Linked DNA regions of Xenopus laevis: region 1 is linked to region 2. The links are chromatin contacts, called in public Hi-C maps. All regions are on one chromosome and are shown on one strand. Each heading gives the region's core, a stretch centred on a gene start, on an enhancer-like site or on the middle of the called end of the contact. The rest is flanking DNA. Distances are from core to core; before and after follow the strand shown. Region 1 holds the start of egfl7.S (EGF like domain multiple 7 S homeolog). Region 2 has its middle 33 kb from the start of egfl7.S.

Region 1 (2,700 bases), core at 39-2,538, 33 kb after region 2:
CAGCAGGCAGTCCCCTCTTATTACCCCTGTTACAAATAACTGGCTCACCCAAAATAATGTGCAAGGGTCACTTATGGGCAGAATTGAGAAGAAACTGCCACCTGTTAATCCCTTTTGTTCCCAGAATAAATTGCTTTATGGCCGTTGGGATGAATTGGGAAGCAGGCATAAGGCACAGATCTCTAACACCTTTCAGGCAGATGGGAGGCTCACATCCATTTGGATAAGACTCTCTCTTTTTTTAAATATTTGAAATCCAGTCCAGTCCGGAGTCTGACCCATTTAGCACTCTGCTCACTAAGGGGGGTTCCTAGGTCATAGGAAGCTGCTTAATTAGGTAAGTGATTTCATTAATATGTAAGGAAACACTAGGCACCCATAACCCCAGCTGGGAATCGGGCCCTTGATGCCTACATTAGAAAAGCTGCGGACACTGACAGATGGGAAAATTTAAAGTATGTGAAGCTACACATTGGCGTTTGGCACATCCATTATCCATAAATTAACTTTTGCCTAATGAACGATGATCTCATTGTAAGCAAATCCCAGTATCCATTCATGCCTCATTCTCACCGGGTTTAAGGTTATGTGCTGATGGTTCTGACTCCTGCAACAATGCTTCTTCGTGCATAACTTCTGCTACACTGTCTCATGCCGTCGTAGTTACATTTACACCGAACGTTAAAATCATTAAATATAAATAAAGCAATGGAAAGCAATGGAAGGGGAAGTAAAGACGAATCACAAAATACTTATCTTAACAGAGTTTATTATTATGGGAGTGCTTAGGTTCCATGAGCTTCTCAGCTGCTGCAGCACTCTTGGGGAAACTCTATATGGTGGAGACTTTACTCAGGCTATAAGTTTTGTGGATAGTTGCCCTAGGCTTCAGGTTAGCAGGGTTCATAAATTTCCTCATTCTTTTCTTTTTTTACTGGAAACCAGTTGAATTTAATCAGAGAGAGACTGGTACCTCCTTGTGGCCAGATCTAGGGCTTTGCTTTCCCTTTAAAGATGCTCCTGTCCTCTCAGTATTATCTTGCTCAGCTCAGATATTGGGGGGGTTCTTAGCCCAGAATCCCAGTTTGACCCTTCCATTCTGCCCCTCTCAGCTGATCGGTGAAAAGGGGGGACAGCAGTGCGGGTCAGGTGGGATAAATTCCATATGATGTCAGGGAAAGCCCGGTCCTGCATCCAATTGGAAGAGGGAAGGGGGGCTTTCCTCCTTGCATGTGGGGGATGGGATCCCCGGGAACTGCCTGTCACTTTCAGATCAATGTATATTTCAGATTGCACAAGCAAAGTGCAAAGAGGCCATTTCCCAAATGCACCGAGGCTGTCTGTGCCCTTACAGAGGCACACGTGGGATTTAAAGGGATCCACAGCAAGAAAGATTAACCTCTTTGTGTCTGCCTTAACTGGAGCCTTCCCTTTGGAGTATCGGTGAGTGAGATGGAAATTGCATGTAGGAATCAGCCCTGGATAACTACAATTCCCAGCATTCTCTGCCAAGTTTCTTTCTCTTTTCTCTGTCTGCAATCAAAGTGCCTCTCTTGTATGGGATTAGTCTTTCTGGCTGCCTGAAGGAAGGGATTAAAGAGGTTAAACCCTACCTTTGGAACCTTGATCCTTTGCTGCTGTCACCGGTATCAGGGAAAAAGTGCTGAGTGAGTGCTAATCTGTAGTGGAGAGAAGTTTTTTTAGAAGTTCTCTGATTGGTCTGCCCCCCCTAGTGGTGAGTCTCTGTGAGAGCAGAGCTGCACCCATACTTTGAGTACTGCACCCTATTAAGTGCTGTCAGGTATCTCATCTGTCAAACTATGCATTCTGGGCTGCGGCTTTTTTCCTGGGCGTGGCTTGGCTTGCGCATTTTTAAAGGGATTGTTTGCCTTTAAGTTAACTTTTAGTATTGGCAGTTCTTAGCAACTTTTCAATTGGTCTTCATTTTTTAGAGTTTTTAAAGGGGTGCCAGAGTTCCTGCCGGCCCATGCTTTCATATGAGCTTTGGGGGGTATTAATGAACACATTCTCCATCCAGGGAGGGAAGGGTTAAAGCTGCCAGTCCTTCCTTTATGCAACAAGCCCCCTCCTGTTCAAGAATTCATTCCTTTGCATTTGTATAAACGTCCCTATGGGAGCGCCAGCAATTACTGCTACTTTGCTGCATTTCCCAAATAATGCTCCACGCACCATAAACGTGTCTGATATCTCCAGGCCGCATCGCACAATGGATGTGTCCCCGGGGCCCCTGGGAGAGCAGAGTAGAGGGTTTACATATGTCAGAATTTAAATTTCACGCATACAGGAGTCAGACAATAACAAGATTGTGAGCACCAGGCTTGTCCGTCTCATCCCCAAATGGCAGTTTTAAGGGAAACTAGCCCCTGCTAATCATCTGGTTCATCTGGTAAGCAAATATCTTGCTTAGGTAAAAGGGGAAAGGGGGTTTAGTCATCAGTAAAGAGCAGGTTGCAATTGGCTTTATTTTGTCTTGTTTAGAAGAAAGATAATCCACTCTCAGTATTGGTTTTGTTGTTGGAAATCCCTGCCAGGCCTTTCCAGGCAAATTCACGTGTTCTCATGAGCACTGTGCATCCAGCATGGCTGCCGTGCAGGGGATTCTGGGAGCTGTAAGCACCAGAGCAGTGCTGGCATGGTCTCCAGATGGGTAGATTCCAAAGCTCACACTTGGCCTTTCTA
Region 2 (2,700 bases), core at 158-2,657:
CCAATGTTGGGATGATGCCATATTCATTATAATGGCATGGAACATACAATTTCTCTAGTGACAATGCCTGCAGTGTTATCTTTGCTTCATATGGAAATGTGCCATAGAAATATGTTTCTTTCTGCCACACGGTGGCGTAACCACTAGGGGTGCAATCACACTCCCTTGGGGCCCACTGGAGCTGTGCAGAATGGAAGAGGGGTGTCACGTGTGCATCCAGAGGTGGGGGGAGCACGAGCCATACCTACACTGCTATCGTTTTATGGGATCTCTTTGTACAGGCTATGAGTAAACTCTGGGGGACTGTCCCTGCTGAATTATGCTTAGTACAGAGGAATACCTATACTGTCATAGTTTTATTATGGTATGTCTCTGTACAGGCTATGAGTAAACTTAGGGTCTGTTCCTGCTGAATTGTGCTTAGTACAGGGGAATACCTATGCTGCCATAGTTTAATGGGATCTCTCTGTACAGGCTATGAGCAAACTTAGGGGTCTGTTCCTGCTAAATTGGAAGCTTAGGCAAAACTGAAACTGCAACATCTTCATTGAAGCTGAAGGAATATATAATGAGAAATTAATGAATTATACATTCTGCGATGAATATATTCATTATAAAAGCAGAAGTATGAACAGAATGATGTATAACGACCCATGCATCTGGCACATATATGCAGCCCACCTTGTGGCTGAAATGAATGTTATGCTCATTATAAACACCTTGGAAGTTTCAGAAGCCAAGAAAAGCATCTCCCCAGTAAGTGCTGATGCAGGAGAAGACAGGGATCGTCCCTTCTGACCATTGATAGCAGCCGGATTATGATGAATGGTCTGTGAATGGAAATCTCCCACCTGTCGGGAAGGTTTTGCTGTGCGCCAGTCAGAAGGAATGCATGTAAAAGGAGGGGACAGAGGCACAATCTGGCTCCCCTCCATCAAAATTTTCCTAATCATTAGCTTCAGTTCAGAGAAGAGTCTCCATTCCCGACTATATCAATCTCTCGGATGTCCCTGTCCAACCAAAAGCCCATTATGACTTTAAGCCTATTTGTACAGTATGTCAGCGTGATTTAACAAAACATCCATATAGAACGCTCATTATATGCTTCTGTGGCAGATATGCAGGTTTAAGTACAGGCAGCCAAGCTCCTGGGGCCCCAAAAATAGCTTTGCCCCTCATGATATTTTACCATATTCTAATTCAAGCAAACCCACCAGCCAAGCAGAATAGTAACCAGCTATAAATACACAAAAGGCAAAGTTCTTGTGTAGCTTGCTCTATAAGAAATAATGCTTCCCATTTCCTGCCACTGCTCACACTGAAAGAAGAATTCCCATAGTGTAGTATTCCCACAGTTTAGACAGGGCACAGCCTTTTCTTCTGCCCAATATGAGCAGAACTTGCCCTTTAAACCAGAAAGTCTACATCTTAATGGGGATTTCTACCCCCAAAACAGTTTTTTAACCTAAAATGTAGCTCTGTGCAATTTCCCAATATACATTCATTCATTGTTTTCATTGGAGTTTAAGTTATTTATAAATATAAATGCTATTTTAAGCTGTGTCTATCCCTTTTTAGTTGTCTGGGTCCGACTATTTGAAAAATGTAGCAGAAGTCAATTCTCCTCCGAGTCGGCTTTCTTCTGCAGCGTTGATTCCATAGTGAGAATGTGTAATGAATGTATATTGGGAAGTTGCTTAGCGTGACATTTTCTGTCATTATGCAGAATGAGCAGCCACTTGCCCTTGGTTGTTTATTTTCTGCCACTGAAACCCTCTGCAGCTGATAAATATGTAGGGAGTCGGGTCTGGCAGTGATTTACAGTAAGTGGGCCCTTTGCATAACACAGGTTAAATCAGCCTTTCCCACTCATTTAACCCCTCACTCCTTCCTGACCTCCCCTTATCTGATGGTGGGTTAGAGAAGCTGCCACAAGGTTAATAGCTCAGCAGTCAGAAGGAAGCAAAGAAGGTCACCCTCTTACCCAGGTTTCACAGGTGACCTCTGGCTTTCTAATGAGAACATCAATGCCCTACATCTACATGAATCCTGTAGGGGGCGCTGCTGTGCAGTCTTATCCCTGGGGAAAAGATTTGCTCAGATACAGTGGGGAAGCGTGGGACAGGGACATTTCTTTCACAACCTTTCTATTTATTGTGTTGCTTTTCCTAACAGACTAACTGGTACCCACACGTCCTGTCCCCATCTTGCCCCCTACTGTCCCCATCTTGCTCTACAATACGGATTGTGCCTCCCTCAGTGGCATTTGCCCTTCCACCCCACAAAGACAGCTTTTCCATTGCAGGAGTATATTTGCTGACCTTCTCCATCTGAAAGAAGACCCCCCCCCCCCCGGAAACAAGCTGTGCGCCAGTAATTATACCAATGGCATAGGTTGGCACTGCTGAGCTAATAAGCCTGTGTAAGTATCGGTATTTGGATATATTTAGCCTAGTGCAGATAGAGGGGTTCATGGGCACAGAGGGTATCATTGTCTATAGTGGGCACTGTGTTCTATGCAGTCCATGTTACTGGATGGCAGCCTTTAGGCAGGTTGTACTAACTGTCTGGTGAAACTAAGCAAGCCTTCTGCAAGTATCCATGGCCACCAGAGGGCATTGTTTCCCGCGGTCTATGGATAATGTTTAACTGAAGCAGTATGGCAGCTCAACCTCATCGGGTAAATGAATATACACCAGT

Evidence for each region. A called contact is a pair of places that touch in the nucleus more often than the background predicts.
Region 1: a contact with region 2 is called in a Hi-C map of the XL177 cell line, with 1.9 times the contacts expected there. The contact joins the promoter of egfl7.S here to the enhancer-like site in region 2. A contact is called at or near these places in 2 of 4 Hi-C or Micro-C datasets (the XL177 cell line and the XTC cell line).

What each region holds. Positions count from the first base shown.
Region 1 is chr8S:29,405,333-29,408,032 of Xenopus_laevis_v10.1, forward strand. It overlaps egfl7.S (EGF like domain multiple 7 S homeolog), which reads left to right and starts at 1,289. Exons shown (of 10, transcript NM_001086674.1): 1 at 1,289-1,443.
Region 2 is chr8S:29,372,109-29,374,808 of Xenopus_laevis_v10.1, forward strand. No RefSeq gene overlaps it. Among protein-coding and RNA genes, the nearest start is that of egfl7.S, 33 kb to the right of the region's middle. Within about 2 kb of position 1,408, at least 1 of the 7 cell types and tissues checked has an H3K27ac peak or open chromatin away from gene starts, as enhancers often do.